2 separate regions of the Rattus norvegicus genome follow, and region 1 is linked to region 2. A link is a contact called in public Hi-C data. All regions are on one chromosome and are shown on one strand. The core of a region is the stretch at or near the end of the contact, and the rest is flanking DNA. Distances in the headings are between cores, read along the strand shown.

The links. Hi-C and Micro-C count contacts between places; a contact is called where the count stands out from the background.
Region 1: a Hi-C map of Schwann cells shows a contact between it and region 2, with 1.7 times the contacts expected there. The contact joins the promoter of Agpat5 here to the enhancer-like site in region 2. A contact is called at or near these places in 3 of 12 Hi-C or Micro-C datasets (the A7r5 cell line, Schwann cells and mammary epithelial cells).

Annotation. Positions count from the first base shown.
Region 1 is chr16:77,686,706-77,689,495 of GRCr8, reverse strand. Agpat5 (1-acylglycerol-3-phosphate O-acyltransferase 5) reads left to right here and starts at 1,348. Exons shown (of 8, transcript NM_001399425.1): 1 at 1,348-1,833. The coding sequence starts at 1,615.
Region 2 is chr16:77,629,296-77,631,995 of GRCr8, reverse strand. No RefSeq gene overlaps it. Among named protein-coding and RNA genes, the nearest start is that of Xkr5, 53 kb to the right of the region's middle. Within about 2 kb of position 1,410, at least 17 of the 93 cell types and tissues checked have an H3K27ac peak or open chromatin away from gene starts, as enhancers often do. A contact at or near this core is called in the A7r5 cell line and Schwann cells, where this site is marked.

The sequences.
Region 1 (2,790 bases), core at 99-2,598, 58 kb before region 2:
GTCATATCTGCAACCCGCAGTGGCCCAATAACAGCAGTATCTTCCCAAAAGCTGGGTTTGTGGTTCATTTGCTATCAAGACAGACACTCTTACATCCCTGCCAATTTTCCAGCTCTGGCTTCCCAAGGCTTTTAAAACTCCTTTCCTCTTTTTAACTCTTTGTAGTCACTGTAACCTATATATACATATATAAACATATAGAGATATACTTACTGAGTGATGGATGTGTGATCTGACAGTTAATATTAGTAATTAAGACCGCAATAAAAGAACCTGTCTTTTGCCATAGCCAGGGCTACAAAGTAAAGCAGGCCTCATTGGTGCCAGCCAAGCCATTGTACTTTGTGAAATTTATTTAATTCAATACATTCCAACATTGTGAAAACAGGTAAGCACGTCCGTCTGACATAGGGTGCTTATGACAGGAGTCATCTGTATGCCTTAAGAAGTGCACCTCAGAGGCGATGGGGTAAAAAAAAAAAAATGGGGCAAGAGATGACGGGGAGTCCAAAGCAAGGAAGCAGAGAGACATGGTAGAGGGATGAGTCAGTGCTCTAGAAAGTGGTCTAAAAAGTGACCTCAGGGTCACTTATAGAAACCAACATATTCACACAGCACACGCATTCAAAACGAACAGATCCGAGCATGCACACTGACCTGCTCTTCCTTCTATACCTTCTAGTATAGGATTATCTGGTCTCCACTAGTTAGGGCGGTAAAAGGATCTGGGCCTCTGGATACGTTTTTGCTGTTACTTAACCTTTCTAGTTTTTTCTGAAGGGAAAAGAACTTATGGATTCTACATGTACAGAAAAATACTTTCCTACACACTGAAAAAAAGAACGTAAGCTATTAGGGAAAAGCACAGCAGAAACAAGTCAAAGGACAAAAGGTTATTAAAAGGCAAAAGTTAAAACTTTGAAGGATCTAATAAAAGGAGGTGACAGTCCTGTGAAAGGTCAACCAAGGGTATGGGAGGCGGACCCAGCCACATTCTGCAACAGCCAGGAGGAAGGAGCGCTTCCTATGCACGTGGGGATACGGGTGGCCCTCCGGCACGCGAAGACACTGCAGCTGTCGGTAACCTGCGCTCCACGACCTAGTCGGCTCCCGCGTGTCTTGCAGGGAGCATCCTCGTGTCCCCACGCTGCTCTCGAACGCCAGCACAGGACAAAAACCCACCACATCACATCTTCCCGGGCTCCTATACAGCCAGCATCCGCAGTCGAGCATGCGTCGTGACGAGAACAGGGACCGGACCAATCAGAGCACATGTTACGCCCATAAGTCGACCAATCAGGAGGCTCCTTATTACCTGGGAGTCCTGCCTTACCCCGCCTCCCCGCTGACAGGCGCGGGTCGCGCGGAGCAAAAGGAGCACCCAGAGGCGAGCGCGCCCGGCAAGCCGAGGCGTGCCCTTTCCGAGGCGGCGAGCAGGGGCGGTCACAGTCCCCGCCGGGTCCCGGGCCCCGCGGCCCATGCGGGGGGCGGAGCCAGGGCGGAGGGCGGCGGCGCGGCCGGCCCTGCGCGGTGATTGGCGGGCGGCCGGCGGTGGCTGAGGTCCTGGCGGCCGCGCGGGCAACGCAGGAGAGTCGCGGCTGGCGAGCTGAGAGGATGCTGCTGTCCCTGGTGCTCCACACGTACTCTATGCGCTACCTGCTCCCGAGCGTCCTGTTGCTGGGCTCGGCGCCCACCTACATGCTGGCCTGGACGCTGTGGCGGGTGCTGTCCGCGCTGCTGCCCGCCCGTCTGTACCAGCGCGTGGACGACCGGCTTTACTGCGTCTACCAGAACATGGTGCTCTTCTTCTTCGAGAACTACACCGGGGTCCAGGTGAGGCGCGGCTGCGCGGTGCGCGCGGGCCCCGCGGCCCGGGCGGCGCTACTTGCAGCAGGGCGAGCACGTGCCGCAGCACCCGGCCTCCCGCCGCGGGGGAAGTTTCTGGTTCTCACTTCGGGGTTCCTTCTGGAACGTCCTGCTGAGGCTGAGTGTGTTCCCGGGTCCGCCCCACCCCCGCCCGGGCCGGCTGTTAACTGTCTGTCTCGGTGCCTGCCAAAGTAGGGCACTGAGTCCGAGGTGGTGATGCTGGGACTGGATTCTTTTGCACTTCCGAGGTCTTTTAGATTAGCAAAAGCTCTAGGCGCTGACCGAAGTGACAGCTGTGAAGGACGACTCCTGCCTTGGGTTCCTCCCGGGTGAAAGCGAGAGCCTAGCGAGGAAATGAATACATTGGTTACAATAGGAGCCTCACTGTGGATACAGTTCTCTTCTGCTTGGACTGGGCTTCAATGTGGGCTGATCTCTTGTCAGATTGCTTTCTTCCTGCTACTGTTTCTTTCTCTCTTTCTCTCTTTCTCTCTTTCTTTCTTTCTTTCTTTCTTTCTCTCTTTCTCTCTTTCTCTTTCTCTCTTTCTCTCTTTCTCTCTTTCTCTCTTTCTCTCTTTCTTTCTCTCTTTCTTTCTTTTTTCCCCTCTGTGGAGATTGAACTCGGAAAACAATGAAGAGTAGAAAGCTCTCCTAATGTAAATTAGTTATATGACGTCTCATAAAAACTGTTGTACTTCCTTCTTGGTTCTCAGTTTCAAAGGAGAGCTCTGTTTGGGTTCTCCTTGATGTATCTATGACTTTCTCCCCCATTTCTCAGCTCTTTTCATTCTGCGTTGGGGGATGCTTTGGGGACTGGATGGATCCCTTACTGAGTTTTGCTCCAGTTGGAGATTATGTTTGAGGTGGAGAATTAGGACCTCTCTGAATCACTGTCTTTTCTAAGTGTTTTCCTAGGAAACAGGA
Region 2 (2,700 bases), core at 161-2,660:
AGTTAGTTGCCTTTGTGACCACTGCTGAGCTGACTGGACCGCAGGTGCTGTCCCTCCCCTTACAAAAGGGATTCCTGGAGGGGAGAGGGGCTCTCAGCACTCAACACCAGCTGAGACTGGCTCCTGGTGGAATTTCCCTGGATGTGAGCTGAGTTAACAGGGCAGCCAGGGTGACCCAGGAAAGATTCCCAAAACAATGGAGTCTGGTCTTTCTGTCTTCTGTCACCTGACCCGCCCTTCCCATCAAAAGACCTACAGACTAGTTCTCCTTCCGCCAAGGGAGCCTAGAACCTGGAGGTGTCCTGCCTCTAAGCTGGGTGGGAAGGAAGGGATGCTGCAGGGTTTGAAGGTTTTCCCTCTATCTGCCACCTTAGGTCAGACCTGGACTCAATCACATTCCAATGTGGCTGCCCATCCCTCATCAAAAGGGCAACAGAAACCTAAAGGATTTCCCCCACAGTCTTTGGGGCTTCATTCTCTGTGGTTCTGGCACTCATAAATCTGTCACTAAGTAAATTTATTATGTTTCTCTCTTGCCAATCTCTACTCTGTTGTGGTAGGAATGTTGGTCAGACCCTTTGTGCTGGGTAAGAAGAAGGCTCCCACCTGTTCGCTCCCACCCCCCTCCTCATCCTTGTTATTTACACTTGGGTTGGTGAGGTCTTTCACCTCAGAGGGAGGGAGGGAGGGAGAGAGGGAGGGGAAGCTGGAGATAAGACCACTCAGCCCTGTGCTTTCAGGCAGATGGGCAAAACTTGTTTTCTATCGCACAGCAGACCTTAATAGCTCCTAGGGAAACCGTCTTTGTTGTTCCTTTTCCTTTATGTCCCGGTCCTCTGTTTGTCCTGGGATGGCAGAAGCCTGATGATGCCATTTAGAAGCCTGTTCTGTGACAGATCTCTCAGCGGCCAGGCTACCCTGCGGCCCATATCATTGACCCCAGACAGAATTCACGGTAAACATGCCCAGAAAGGCAGTTTCCCCAAGGCAGTGAATGAAGCCACCTCCCCAAACCCTCTGGGGCTGCCACCAGAGGACAGCTGGTATTGAAGGGTTTACAGTCAGCCTGGTAATCATGGTGAGTGAGCCACCTTTGGCCATCTCTAGGGAAAGGCCCCTTTGTGGATGCAGAAGCAGTAAACAGCGTTGACTTCCTGTGAGGGAGAGCAGCCAATCACACAGAAAGAGAAACCGGAGAGAAGGGTCCGAGTGGAGCTCCTATGGAACGCACACCCATGAACGAGGGGCTGCTGCAAGGGCTTCAACCGGGGGGTTTCCTTTTGGGACGACTTCAAGACCAGCTTTAGGGTTCAGGACATTTTCTCCCCCACTCTGTTCGTTTTGTAGTTCTGCGTTTGGGCTTCGCTTCTAGTTTTGCAGTCGAAGTGGGATACCAACCGGGGATCTAGCACCACCTAGTGGCCGGAGGAAAAGCTGTCATCTAAGTTTTTGAATAGTTCCGGATCAATGGCTTAAACCCAAAGGCGAAACAAAAACAAAAGCAAAGCAAAGCAAAGCAAAACAAAACAAAACAAAACAAAACAAAACAAGACAAAACAAAACAAAAAACCCAAAGGCGAAAATAATACACTGGAGAGAAAAGAGCAGACCCCGTGCGTCTCACCACCGTATTCAATGAGCCCTCCCTTCTGGCGGGCACCTTTGTGGGGAGGGCACTGCTGCTCCTATCCAGCCAACTCTTCCTTCTCTAGGCTCTTTTAGGATTTTTATTTGGTTTTCTGAGTCAGAGTTTTGTTATGTAGTCCAGGTTCACCTTGACCTTGAAATCCTCTTTTCTGTGCTTTGTAAGTGCTGAGGTTGAAGGCATATGTGATTACATCCGAGTGTGGCCCACCCTTCTGTAAAAGAAGTACTTGCTCTGTTTCCTCAGGATGGTTTGAGACACACACACACACACACACACACACACACACACACACACACACACACAGATCTTAACTTTCCATCAGCTCTGCTCCTGATGGTAGAAACTCCCCAGGTCAGTGCATATATCCCTGGTAGCCAGGGAGGGATAGGGCCAGCCAGCTTGTCCCTGATCACCTGATCTTTGAGCCTCCCAGCTCCACCTGCAAAGACCAAGGCTGTGGGAATGAAGGGGGAAAGGTCCTACAATCAGAATTATCTGCATGCACAAATATCAAACTCTAGTGTCTTAGAGTAGCTCTCTTAATTCAGACACAAAGGTTGCCTTCTGGAGAACGCAAGATTACTCCTTTCTCAAGGACACATGGCGTAGGGATTTAGTGGTTATTTTGTGGGGGGAAAATGCTTATATGATCTGCTCGGGTGCCAGGCAAAAGAGAGTCACAAGAGACACAGCTGAGTGGACAGAACTGCAGAGAGAAGAGTAATCGCAGAGCCCAGCGTTTGAGTCCTGCTGCATCGGGGTGGGTACAGAAGCCATAGACATTTGAGACACATCTCACAGAAATCCACAGTCCTGCTAGCATCCTTTTGGCTCCCTAGAATGCACAAGATTACATGCAGCAAGATTTTTAAGAAGGCCTGGAGAAGAGGTCCGTTAGGGCATGCTGCTGAAGGTGATGACAGACCCTTGAAAGCAGGAAGTCCATGCATCATGTCCACGAAGCAGACTGTGATTCTCGGGGCTTCTGCACAAATGTGTTCTCTCTCGATATTCACGTCTGAAGACAACGCAAGTCACTCGTTCAAGGAACC